3 separate regions of the Mus musculus genome follow, and regions 2 and 3 are each linked to region 1. The links are chromatin contacts, called in public Micro-C and promoter capture Hi-C maps. All regions are on one chromosome and are shown on one strand. The core of a region is the stretch at or near the end of the contact, and the rest is flanking DNA. Distances in the headings are between cores, read along the strand shown.

Evidence for each region. Promoter capture Hi-C pulls out the DNA fragments that hold promoters and counts their contacts. A called contact is a pair of places that touch in the nucleus more often than the background predicts.
Region 2: a Micro-C map of embryonic stem cells shows a contact between it and region 1, with 4 times the contacts expected there. A contact is called at or near these places in 1 of 39 promoter capture datasets (embryonic stem cells) and 2 of 484 Hi-C or Micro-C datasets (both in embryonic stem cells).
Region 3: a promoter capture Hi-C map of embryonic stem cells shows a contact between it and region 1, with 14 read pairs. A contact is called at or near these places in 3 of 39 promoter capture datasets (embryonic stem cells and liver), 7 of 484 Hi-C or Micro-C datasets (all in embryonic stem cells) and 3 of 130 datasets of targeted methods (all in embryonic stem cells).

The regions. Positions count from the first base shown.
Region 1 is chr19:25,608,377-25,612,659 of GRCm38.p6, forward strand. It overlaps Dmrt3 (doublesex and mab-3 related transcription factor 3), which reads left to right and starts at 2,161. Exons shown (of 2, transcript NM_177360.3): 1 at 2,161-2,891. The coding sequence starts at 2,423.
Region 2 is chr19:24,554,622-24,558,952 of GRCm38.p6, forward strand. Pip5k1b (phosphatidylinositol-4-phosphate 5-kinase, type 1 beta) reads right to left here and starts at 1,251. Exons shown (of 15, transcript NM_008846.3): 1 at 1,144-1,251. Gm50341 (predicted gene, 50341) reads left to right here and starts at 1,711. Exons shown (of 2, transcript NR_169181.1): 1 at 1,711-1,763; 2 at 2,387-2,789.
Region 3 is chr19:27,214,704-27,219,022 of GRCm38.p6, forward strand. It overlaps Vldlr (very low density lipoprotein receptor), which reads left to right and starts at 2,317. Exons shown (of 18, transcript NM_001161420.1): 1 at 2,317-2,993. The coding sequence starts at 2,912. All of the region lies in intron 3 of Gm35438 (a long non-coding RNA gene), which reads right to left.

The DNA.
Region 1 (4,283 bases), core at 911-3,410:
ACCAGAGTGTGTGAGTGGCACTGGGATAGGGTGGCTAGGTGACCCAGGAAGGAAAGGGGATTGCTTTGAGAATGAAAATGTCCCCTAAAAACCTGGTGCAGAACTCTGCTGCTCTCTTTCCCCAGAGAAACTAGTTACTCTTATTTTCCTGATCTGTTTCCCTGACCATTTAAAGAGAAATTCAGCTTCGATAAAAGTCCGTGGTCCTCGTCTTTCTTAGACGCACAGATTTCAGATTGAAACAGTACAAGTTCCCAGATTCGTGCCATTCGCAGAGCATAAAAAGTGATTTCTGTACCTTTCCCCCCTGTTTCGGGGCCCAAAGATCAACGCGTGACCCTTGTGCCCCGTCTCCACAATTTACAAAAGTCCTACTAGTTGTAGAGTTAGAAACTTGTTTTTCTGACCAAGGGTGGAAAGAGGCCAGGTTAGAAGGGTGGGGGGAAAAGGGCAAAAGCCAGGGGTACTGGTTCCGTGCAGTTTTGGGGAAATTATCTTGGAGATAGCATTCGTGTGCAAGGGGTTCCTTTCCAGTCCCAGCAGGTCAGCCCGGAACAACTATCAACTCCTCCACGCACCTGAAACCCGAGTAGCTAAGGGCATCGAGGGGGAAAAAAGGTACAAAGCTACATTTATATTCCGCGTTCAAAGCTCTCTCCCGGTTCCAAATCACTCTTCTGGGCAGAGAGCTTGCTGCTTGAACCTCGGACGACACAGTCCTAGAATTCACAGCAAACTCAAGATTGCCAGCGATGCTCTCTTCCTTGGCTGGCGGTAGGGCTGGGCACTGGAAAGCGACCTCCAGAAAGAGACTATGGTCTCTGTGCAGTTCAGGAGTCAGGTACCGCAGCAGACCCGTTTACGTTAACTTTCACCCACACAGTAAGAAGCGGAGCGCACGTTCCCAGGGGCCGCTAAAAGACCGTCCGGGACTTCCGTTGGCTCCTTCCCACTGAGTTGTTAAAGCGGTCCTGAGCCTACTTTATGCCTTGATTTTTGTTCGGTTGTTTTCTTGGTTGAGTGAAAAAAGGCAGCCTTCTCTACACGTACGTAGTAATACTCGACATTGGACAAACCAATACTGAAAACAAGCAAAGAGTATAAACGAAATTTATGCTGTAAAAAAAAAAGGCTTATGCAGTCTAAGGTTATACAGGAGACTCTTCATCGTCACGCAAAGATTGTTACGAGTAGGGTCTATTCCTTATTCTTAAGTAAAACACAGCGTCTGTGGGGATTTGAACTGGGCAATTCCGGACCTTGGCTGATTCAGTGGCCTTTGCGTGAACAAAATACCAGGTAACTTTGGGGCCACTAATGTGTCTTCTCCCTACACCCTCGGAAAGTTTAAACAGTGCTTAAGAAAAACATCCAAGAGAGCACTTGGCAGTCCAAGGCAGAGAGGTCATTCAAGGCAGAGATTGTTTATTTTAAAGACAAGAGGAGGTTAAGTAGAAAATTGAAGTTACCCTATAAAACGAGTTGTCTTCCTGAAGCCTGACAGATTAAAAAAAAAAATACTCATTTTTCTTCTGTAGCAATGAAAAAGAAACTAGATTGCAAAACCAAGCGAAGAATTCCCGAATCACTACTACCCCTCTTTTGATTCCTCTTGCCAGGTGGAGACTTTCCGGTTCTTGAAACCCGGTTCTCCCGGGGCCGACCTGCGGAGTACCCTCAATTCCCTCGCAAGCTCCGAATGGCTGAGGCCAAGGGTGGGAAGGAAAGCGGTCTAGGGCTCAGTGCTTCGAGGCCAGTGCTGGAGCGACGTGAGAGGGTAGGGGAGAGGCCTGCCGGCTGGCTTACAAACACCCACCCCCCTCCCCATCGTCCCCCGCCCCACACCCGGTCCGCCCAGCGCTCCCGCGGTACCGCAGCGGCGCAGTCCCTCCCGGCTCAGGAAGGGGTAACAGAGCGCTTGGCAGAGGGGGCTGTGAGCGCCCCCGCCTGAGAGGCCAGGCTGCAGGTGGCGGGGAAGGTGAGGTGCAGGAACCCGAGGGGTGCCTGCCAGGGAGGAGGAAAGCGCGTGGGGAGCGCAAGGAGGCTGGGACCCCGATTGGGGGGGGGGTGGCGGCGGGAGGGAGGAGGGACTGGGGGGGGAGGGTGGCGGAGGAGGTGCTGGGTCCAGTCTGCGAGGAAGGGACCAGGGAAGGAAGTGGCTCAGACCGTAATCAGAGCTCTCCCCGGCTCCTTGCAGCTGCTGGAGAGCCTCAGCGTGGGAGGACCTGCGGGTGGAGCCTGCGCCCCGAGAGCGGCGGGCAGAGAGGCGGCACGCGTGGGTACCGGCGGGCTGCGAGCGCCATCGGAGCCGGGGAGACTGCTGCCGTAGCTCCGGCCGCCGCGGACCTTCCGGGGCCTCCCGAGAGCGGGCCTCCGAGCTCTGTGCTCCAGCTCCCGCCGCCGGCCGGGGGGAGCCCTGGGCATGAACGGCTACGGCTCCCCCTACCTGTACATGGGCGGCCCGGTGTCGCAGCCGCCGCGGGCGCCCTTGCAGCGCACGCCCAAGTGCGCGCGCTGCCGGAACCACGGGGTGCTGTCCTGGCTCAAGGGCCACAAGCGCTACTGTCGCTTCAAGGACTGCACCTGCGAGAAGTGCATCCTGATCATCGAGCGGCAGCGGGTGATGGCGGCGCAGGTGGCGCTGCGCAGGCAGCAGGCCAACGAGAGCCTGGAGAGCCTCATCCCGGACTCGCTGCGGGCTCTGCCAGGGCCCCCGCCGCCGGGGGACGCTGCGGCCACCGCCGCTACCGCCTCGCAGTCGTCGCCAGCCTCCCAAGCGTCCCAGCCGCCCGCGCCGCCTCGTCCCACCGCGGAGTTGGCCGCGGCCGCCGCGCTGCGCTGGGTCGCGGAGCCCCAGCCCGGGACGCTGCCAGCGCAGCTTGCTAAACCAGGTGAGAGCGTCTGCGGCGCTGGGGTCGCGCTCCGAATGAGGGAGCTTCGAGGGCTCTTCGGGATCGTGGGGGAAGGCCGAAGACAAGTTTGTGGGAAGTGGACCTGGTTGGACCTGCCCCACCCCCACCAGGCACCGGTTCTTACTCTCCCGGAAAGGGGGTCTCGAGAGTCTGAAGCCGATGGAACCCAGGAGCCCGCCAGAGGGGCCAACCAGATCGCCTGGCTGTGTCCCTATCGTCAGAGGCTTTCCCCGGGTTGAAAGGGAACATAGCAGGTCAATTTTAAAAATAAAATGATGTCTTGGGGAAGACCGACTTTAAACACACCACAATGAGGAGGGTTATCCGGGCTGCGGGTTTTAGACGGGTGGGGGCTCTCACTTGGAGCGAGGGGGTAAGTAGGTGCTGGCTAGCAGTCAGGGCCCAGTGCTTTGCTGTTTCTAGGTGATTCTTGGCTTGGTCCGGAACAGGCGTTTTGTCTCTTACTTAAAGGAACTAGGAGTCGTTTTGTTTTTTTTAGCCAGGCTAAGAGGCCTCAAGACTTAGAATTTGAAAAAAAAAAAAAAAAAAAAGGCGCCTTTTAAGAACTCTAAGGAAAAGGCTCCAAAGTGAAGCTACTTAACTCTCTTTTGCTGAACTACTTCTTTGGTCCTTTATTGCCATTTCCCGGGCTGCTGTGGTGTGAAGAAATTAAAACCAAAACTTGGCCTACAGTGGAGAAAACCTAGCAAGTGCCTTTCCAGGATTTTGCGGGGTTGGCCTGGCCTGAAATAATGAGGGGCTTTCTGGCCATCTAGCTTCCCGCTGTTCAGATATGCTCTGATTTTGGGGATGGGTTAACAGGGTTCTGAGCCCTGACAGTGGGCAGACCCCGGTTTCTACTTAGTTCTCTCTTTCTGGCTCTTTCCTGAGTCCCTGAGTCCGGCTGCCCCTATTTTAAGCCTCTTCCTCTCTTTCCTCCGAGGAACCTCTAGCTTTACTCCTGGCCGCTCGCAGCCTCCTGGCAACCGGAATTCAATGGAGTTTGGTGTTTCCCCTTCACTGGGTAAACGTACAAAGGAGACAGGCCCATCTCCTTCGGAATGGGGTGTACTGGAATTAGGAGTGAAAGGTCCGTAGTTTTTCTGGTAGCTAGAGCCTCTGTCTCTACTTTCTCAGCTGCTCAATGACAGCTCTTGCTCTTCTTCAGAGAACCCCAGAGCACTGTGCTGAACTGGGGGTCTGGGGGGGCTACTCACTGTTGGTGTGTGGTGAGGTGGTAGGTAGCTTGGCCAGTTTGTCCTACCTTCTGGCTCAATTGTGCCCGGTAGGCCTGAAGTTCAGAAAGCAGTTTGCTGGCTGGGTTTTGTGGCTATTTAACAAGGAACATATAAGCATGTCTCAGAAGCACCG
Region 2 (4,331 bases), core at 1-2,500, 1.1 Mb before region 1:
CTTGGACTTTGATCTACTCCAACGACTGCAAAAACACTACAGCCTCTACACAGAACAAGAGGGAAGTCTCCCGGAAGAGAGGTGAAAGGGGCCCTTTACAGCTAAGTTCAAGAGAACAGCCTCGGACTACTTCTTAGATCAGATTAATCAGGTCTCAGTCCTTATGGACCATTCATTTTACAGGGGGACCTCTACCAGGCTGAGAATGCCATCAAGGGGCAGAGCCAGGGCAGAGGCGGGGGTGGGGGGGGTGGGGGGGATGGCTACTTGAGAGTCAGCATGCGCTTCCTTTACATAGCATCATAGTAAATAGCAGATCCTGTTCAAAGTCCTGACTTCAGTAGACATGAAGAACAAATTCACTGACTACCCAAACAACTTCTCTGGAACAGGTTTCTACCCAAGCGTGCTGTGCACAGCAGACAGCCGGCTTGAGAGGGTGGGGGTAAGAAATGAGAACATGCTCATCTGCATAGATGAGAGATAAGCAGACGTTTGTTGTCTTCGGTTCTGACGACTCCTGGCACCAGAGTGGCAAGTCCAACTCCAGCGCTCTCCCCATCCCCCCCGCCACCCCCCACCCCCGCCCCAGATGTTGAATCGTCACATTGACAGGGCCATTGAAGACAGGGGACTGTAAAAGTCGGCGGCTGTTTTCAGGCTGGAACTGTAGTTCACCTGTTCCACCCGGCGCCAGAGCCAGAAATCAAGCAGAACGCCACTCGTGGAAGCCCCTCTGTACATCCCGGGGGGCGCCTAACAAGTTCGCTGCTGTTTAGAAGCAGGGGAGAATGACGGAGACACCTCTCCTGCTGCAACAAAACTCAGCAGGTTCCCCAGAAACGAGGGAGGGGTCTCTGACTTAAGTGAGCCCGAGGGATCACTGGGTGTCACTGCGGCCCTAGGGATCAGGGTAGCGAGGCGGTCGGTGCCCACGGGGACTGCGCAGCTGTGGCCCCCGAGGAGCGAAGGTCCTGGTTTGACGACCACGGGCGCCCCCTCCATGTCACCCCCAGCACAACTTGGACAGGCAAAGTGGAAAGGTGGAGAGCAGGTCAGGTCCCAGCAGAGACACACAGAGCCTCAGGCGCGGCGGCAAGGGAGGGTGTAGGCAGGGTTGCCGGGGACGCGCAGGAAACTTACCTCCTTCGGCCGGCGTGCTGGAGCCTTGGCGGCCGAGACCAGTTGCGCCACCGCGGGCAAGTTGTCGGGATGTCGTGGGTTCTCCGGTGGCTGCAGCGGGCGGCGGGCGGCGGGCGGGGCGGAGCCGGAGCAGCGCCGGGGGGTGGGGTGGGGGGGCGGGCAGGTGCCGGGCCCTGCCGCGGGGCCACACTGGGCTCGGACGCGCGGCGACGGGGACGCGCGGCTGCGAGTGTGCAATGCGCGCGCGCCGCGGCCGGTGTGCGTGTCCCCGCGTTCCCCTTCCTTCCCGCCGCTCCTCTGGTCGGCAGAACGGCAAGCGGACCACTAGGACCAGACAGCGCCGGGTGGCGCGGCGAGGCGAGATCGGGGGATGGAGGCCGAGGAGTGGCGGTGCCCCGCAGCCACGGGCCCCCGCACGGCGCGCCGGAGTCCGAGCGGGGCGGGCAGCGAGCAGGCTGCACGGCGGCCGCGACTCCGGGAGGCTGCAGGCCCCGCCCGCCGGCCGCCCAGGCTCTTCCCCTTTTCTCTCCACCCTCTGCTCTGTCCCGCACGCCCTGCAAGGAAGCCAGACCGGTTTGCAGCAGCAGAGCAGCCCGCAGTCGGACCTAACGCTCTAGTCGGTGCGTGGGAGATTGTGCGCCCGGGCCACTGTGCAGCCAGGACTCAGAGCAGGGGTGAAGCGGCTCCCTGAGATTAGCGGGATCCTCCAAAGCTCCAGAGCTTCTGGGAGCTTCTCAGAGTCTCGAAGCCTCACTGCTGTGGACTGTGTTGGGGTAGGGCGTGCCGCTGCCAGTGTCCCTGGCCACCAGTCGGGCAATGCCAGACTTGACTCCTCTTCCTTGAGGAGCCAGCACTTAAGCAAGCAGAGCCCTCCCCTATACCCCCTTTATCAGGAAGGGACGCGCAAAGGTTCTGAGACCACACTTGTCTCCCTTCTAAGGATAGCAGGTGCTCTCAAGAAGGACGATCTATCCAACAGGTTAGGGATGGGCTAGTGAGGGGTCCCGCGCCATTGAGCTACAATGGGGGCGCGCCTGCTGGAGCCACTTGGAATCTCACTAGGTTAGTTTAGCTTCGAAGAGGGTAGGGGCTAGATCTAAGGATCCGTTTGGAGTTGTGCTGTTCTGAACGCTAAAATTAAATTTATCTAACAGGCACAGGAAGAGAGCGACTCCCTCCCAGTTGGGTCGAAGCAAGTGGTACAGTTCAGCTTTATCACTTCCTTCCACTTTCCCCTCCTCAGACAAAACAAAACACTTGTGGGAAAGAAAACTTGCGTTCTGTCAGAGGAAGACCAGCATTTGATGACCCTTGCTTGAGGACACTCCCTTGAGGCTCTACAAAGAGCACCTGCAGGCAGTTTTGAAATCTTTTAACAACCCCACCCCCAACCCCAACTCGAGTGAATTTGTGGTGGTTTAGTATCACCCTGGAATGAAGCATAAAAATTCCTTTATAACAAAAAATGCATTGTTCTTAAAGTTTTATTCACGTAAAGCTGACAAATCAAATAGATGTGTATTGTTAGGGACGGTATCTCCAGTGTTCTTCCAGGTGTGTGTGGCCGCTACTAGCGATTTAAGGCATCACTAACTTAGGACTTGGGTCCAAGCATTCTGGACTTATTAAAGCACAGAGTAAGAACATGTGTGTGGTCCAGCTTGCACGCTTTTCAGATGAGAAAACCGTAGCCCTAAGACATCCAGTAACTCACAGGCGAGGACACAGTTTTCCTTACTCTTAGTCCTTGAACAAAAAGTAACAGCAATACTGACTTAACAGAGTTCAAGATGGGGCCAGTGGAGGGGGCAGCAGAGAAAGAGCAGCGGATCAAAGATCAAAGAACCTTGCAACCAACTGCTGTGAATCACTGTATAGGGGGCAGCATCTCACCGCTCTGAGTCGCGGGCTGGCTGGAATCTGGGGCTGGGGAAATCAGTCTCCCTGTCGCGTGCCTCAGACTTCCACTCTGAACTTCAAGGAGTGGGAAGTGGATTTGCTTCCCAGAGAGGCGATGCCATAGGGGATATGAAAACAGGCGAAGCCAAATCTGAATGACCTCTCAGTGGATCAAAAGCGCTCAGAGGCGTTAGACTCCCACACCCCAATCCTGCACAGCTGCTTTCTCCATTAGAACCTAATCTCCCAGGCAAACAACCTTGGGCTTCTGGTAGAGAAGTCCCAAAGCCAACTGCTTACAGGACATTTGTAGAGATAACACGGTGAAACTGGACTCTAAGAATTTCCCCACGAGCCTTATACCCCATTGTTAGTTCCATGTATGAAAGACAAAACAAAACAAAACAATCCTTCCTGATCTACTTATATCGGTGGGATTTCAGGAAAGCCATCCTCTATTGGAAATGAAAGATCATCAATGTCACTAGCAATAGTGACTTGGCCAGAAAAATCGTGAAACCTATTTAAAAACTAGAAAATAATCATTTAAACAAAGTCTTAAAATTATTATTTATTTCCATACAGAGGAGACATGTATGTTTCTTATAGCAGATATAACAACAACAACAACAACAACAAAACAAAAACAATAATGGCTCCCAAGTAATAGCTTCCCTCTATCCAAGGCTTTTCCTCCTGGAATCTACCACATGATCTACTTTGGCCAATGGAGTAAGTACACTCATGATATAATGGTAGTCTTCAAAACTGTGCATTTCTGTATCAGCTCTTGGAATTCTGCCATTCCCAGGAGAACAAGACCTACCTCTAGACAAAGACCATTGCTGGAGGAAGTACATCACTGGGGGTGGGCTTTGAGGGTTTATAGCCTCACCTTACTTCTCTCTCTCTCTCTCTCTCTCTCTCTCTCTCTCTCTCTCTCTCTCTCTCTGGTTTTTTGAGACAGGGTTTCTATGTGTAGCAAGAGCTGAGTCACCAGCGGGGGTCACCTTGGCTAGCCAGCCCTCCTTTGTTTTCAGAGGAACAAGCAAGTCCCAGTGAGCTTAGTCAGGCTTGGTCCAGATCAACAGACCGTATATACGCAAACCATAGGCTCATAACAAATACTAAGTAGCTACTGCTGTAGACAACTACTTCAGTTATTTACTGCTTCATGACAAACTGCTTCACCTCATGAGAAACACAGTATCGGCTGCTTTACTGGAAACTCACTTGGCTTTATTCACCAGGCAGCTAGACAGAGTTGCAGGGTGCTAGAAGGCTTTGCT
Region 3 (4,319 bases), core at 1,067-3,566, 1.6 Mb after region 1:
ATCCTGCGACCAAGTCAGCTGGGTTTCCCCTGTAATCCTTATTCATTCATTCATTCATTCATTCATTCATTCATCATTGTGATGGTTCAGATGGAATGGACAACCTTTGCATGCTAGGCAAGCAATCCACCACTGAGTAACAGCCTCAGCCACAGCTACAGTCGCATCTCTGTATTCTACAGCATCTGAAACAACTTTGGAACACAGTGCCGCATGTAAAACAGTGCTGTAATTTTCAACATGTCTCTCTTACCTTGACCAGCTCCCATGGCCTCCTCAGCTAAGTATTGACCCATGGCGGTTGCCTTACATAGCATAGAACCCAGCACTGCTCAGTGTGTGTGCTGTTTGGACACACTAGTTCACTCGGTGGATTGTGGAAGTAAATAGCACTACTCACATAGTTACCTGAAGGCCTCTGTTCGTTTGCCCACGTTATCTACTCGAGATTAATTTATTCTCTTAGTTATCAGTTACTCTCTATGTTAATTATATGCATTCGTCCTTTGGAACTTCTTTCAGCCTCTAATAGGTTGGTCTGAAAGAGACCTGCTTCTTGAGGCCACAGATGATTTTGAGTATCATGTGGGTTGTTTCTGATTTCAGTTTACAGGTCAGATGGCAGGCACAGAAAAGGGAGTGGTTTGTTTTTATCCTTTGAAGTTACACAGAGGCAGAGGCAGTCGAATGATAGACCAAAAAAGCCACCAGGTTGAGTGTAGAGCCATAACTTGGCTTACCAACAGTTTATTTATGCTAGAAAGCATAATACATGTTTGTCAAAGTTAAGTCTTATGTGCCGTATCAATGTTTCCCTTGTCGTGTACCTTTCTCTCTCAAGTAAAACATTGAAAACAAGCTTGTGACGTCTCAGTTAACTATGGAGCCTGTTCATATTGACTATTTATTGACTTCACCTATGTCCCCCACCCATTTCATCAGGTGTAAAGTGACTATGAGCTTTTCAAGCCCCAGGGATACGAAAGTTAGACCATCCCCCTCAAACTTGGTCTGTGGACTGGTACTGGCTGTGATCACGTGTTCACCATGCAGTTTCCGCCCATCTCCTACCCTCTGATTATACACAACAGCATCCACAGTGAGCAGCTTTGAAAGACCCCATCTGCATGTGAGATTATCCATCACAATGAGGCTAAATTACACCGATCAAAATGTACCCTGGCTGAGAATTACCCCCAGGGTCTCCTGGGTACATGAGAACATCTCTCCTAGTAGACTGTCCCCAGAGAACTGCTCAAGAGAACCAAGGTGACATTACAATGCCAGAAGGAAGCTAGGACATGGAATCTGAAATCTGTCAACTTTGATTCATTCGAGGTACAGCAACTTATAAAACAGAAGCACATACACACATATTAACAGGTGAAATAATTTGGAAAAATCTGTGGTATACCACAGAAAGCATCTCAACCAAGGCGATGTGTTCAAGAAAACTGAAGTACACTAAGAACAAACCATAAACTTAGGTCCTGTCTGGCACCCACCTCCCTCCAATCTATCCTCTCTGGGAGGGTTGACTTCTTTCCCTCCACAATGCTTATAATTGAACGTTACAAACTATACCAAGAATAAATCTACCGGGGTCCCCTTCCTCCAACCAGAAAAAGGTTAAGCTTTTAATTACAGGCCCTCAAACTATCATTTTGTGCAATTAGCAATTAACTCTAATCGTTGATGAGAGAATGCAGAGCTGCGCTGGCAATTTCCCTCCTCCCCATCCCAGACTCGGTTATTTTAGTCTTGTTCTATTACAGAGGACAAGCCACAACCGCGGGAGCGCTCTTGTTCTTTCTCTCTTTCTCTTTCACACACTCTTACTTAAAGCCACATTTAATTTTTAACAAAATGGCATCTCAGCTTGCCATTGAGATGGGACTCCGAACCCCACAGCAGAACAGCGGAGCTTTCGCACCCCTCCTCTTCATCACTTTCAGGTTGGAAAGAAGAGTCCCCCGGAAGATGCTACCTACCGACCTCACTACATCAGCCCTTCCTAGGGGCTCAGGAGAGGGAGGAAAAGGGTTCCTTGCTGCCCCCCAGACCCCTCAACTGCCAGCCCCATCAAGCCTGGAGGCGGTGGCAAGAGCAGCAATAGTTGCATCAGCGCTCCTAGCCAAGGCGCCAGGAGGGTACAGTAGCAACTGTAGGGAGCTAGGGAGCGCACAGCTGCTGCGGCCGCAGGTTCCCTGGATCAGGAAATTAGGACAGGCACCCGGGATTGGAGGTGAGGACGGTGCGCGAGCCAACCAGCGGCCGCCCCGGGTCCCCCGTGAGCCCCGGGCCAACGCGCGGAGCAGTCGAGCCCCTGGAGCCATCCGGATGGCGGCGGCGACAGCCCCAGCCCCAGCCACTCACGCACGCACGCTGCCACTTGCCCCCGCACCCTCCTCACTGCGCGCGGGAGAGCGGTGCGTGCCTGAGCTGCTGGGCTGAGCTCCCCCGCTGGGGTCCCCGCGCCGCTCGGCCGCGCTCCTGCGGCCGCCCGGGTGGTTGCCCCCAAACCGCTCACTTGAGCTGTCCTCGGTGGCGAACGGGCTCCCCGCCCCCTCCTCCCGCGCCGTTCCCTCCCCTCTCCCTCCCCTTCTCTGCAACGCCTGCATTATTTTCCGCCCGCAGGGTCCGCGCGCACACCGCGGCCGCGGCGGGGGAGGTGACCGGGTGGGTGGTTGGGTGGGTGGCTGGCGGGGAGTAGAGTGTGCAAGTTGCAGGGAAAGGGTGCCCGCTCCTTGCGTGCTCTCCGTGCTCCCGGCTCTTCACTCCTTCCCCCTCCTCCTCGTCTCCTCCCTCCCCGCCCCCACCTCCTTCTTCCTCTCCGAAGGGCTGGTAACTTGTTGTGCGGAGCGAACGGCGACAACGACGGCGCGACGGAGGCACCATCCGGGCGGGCAGCATGGGCACGTCCGCGCGCTGGGCGCTGTGGCTGCTGCTCGCGCTGTGCTGGGCGCCCCGGGACAGCGGCGCCACTGCAAGCGGTGAGTGGGGACGCGCCCCTCCGCACTCGGCCCGAAACAAGCCGAGGCGTCCGCGATCGCCGCGTTCTGGGGGACCCCGGGGCTCCTCTTGCCCATCCCCTCCTAGCAGGCGCCTCTCCACGCTCCTCTCCTGCCTCCCCTCCCCACCCGGGTGGCGCCTCTGAGCTGTCAGAGCCGAGGTTACTGGGAGCCAGGCCCGGGGGACGGTGGGGTTTAGGGTGTCCTAAAGCGTCCCTTGAACTTGTTGTCATTCTTCTGTGTCCCCCTTCTTCCCAGAACCTCTGTTTTACATGGTTTTCACCCCCCATTGACAAGGGCTAGGGGATGTGGGCTTTGGAGCCACTGAACAATGGTTCTGCCTCCTCTGCCAGGCGGGCTGTTAGGACCGTGGCAGAGCACGGGGCCTGGAAGCCCGAGTGCGCCCCTCAGACTTAAGCAGGGTTGAGAGCGCACAGTGGGTGAAGGTGGGCGTCTCCGAGGACACCGGGCGCCAGGTGCCGGCCGAGCCGGGAGTCCTCGCGCTGCCGTGAGCAAGCGCACGTTCGGTGGGCGGCAGCCTGGAGGCCGAGCCATGACAAGTACGCAGCCTGCGCCCGGGACTGAGACTCCCCAGGCGCCGGGCCGTCTCTCGGGCTCCAAGAGTGGCTTTCAACTGGACTGTCCTCCGAGTGCTTTTCTTTCTCCCATCCCCGGGGATTCCGCAGCTACTGCGGCTTTTAAAAACCTCTGGGGTCTCTGAGATAACTGAACGGGGGAGGGGAGTGGGATCAAGACTTAATCAGGTTACTTTGCCGAGCCTCATTCTGGGCAACACTTTCCCCCAGAGAAACTGAGTCCCAGTGTAGTGACTGTAATTAGCCTTTATTCTGCACAATACGGCCCGAAGGTGTGGAGCTGGAGCGTGTGACTGGAGCTTGGGGAGGGCGGGGTGACTACTGTCGAGTCCCAGGGGGTCGGCACACTGGCTTTGGAGCCCTGTGTGTTTCCAGCACCCCATCTTGGGTCACACAACTTTCCAGAGCAGGTGATAAGATGCCTTCCTAACAAGGTCCGCGTCTGATCCTTGGCGGGCCACTGAAGAGGTCTTAGAGGTCTTAAGAGGTGACACCAAAGTGCTTGCTTGCCAACCAGCTCTAGGTAATTAGGGCAGAACGCTGTCCCAGCTCTAAATAGTCCACAATCCACATCTCCTGTCGCCGGGTAGCTTAGAAGGCCCGCCTGCGTGCGGTCACGTGTGTCCTGGAGTGAGAGCGAACTTTCAAGTGTGTGGTCAAGCTGTCTGTCGAGCTATGCTGGGGTGTTTAAGTCTCCCAGCGCCCCTGGGCC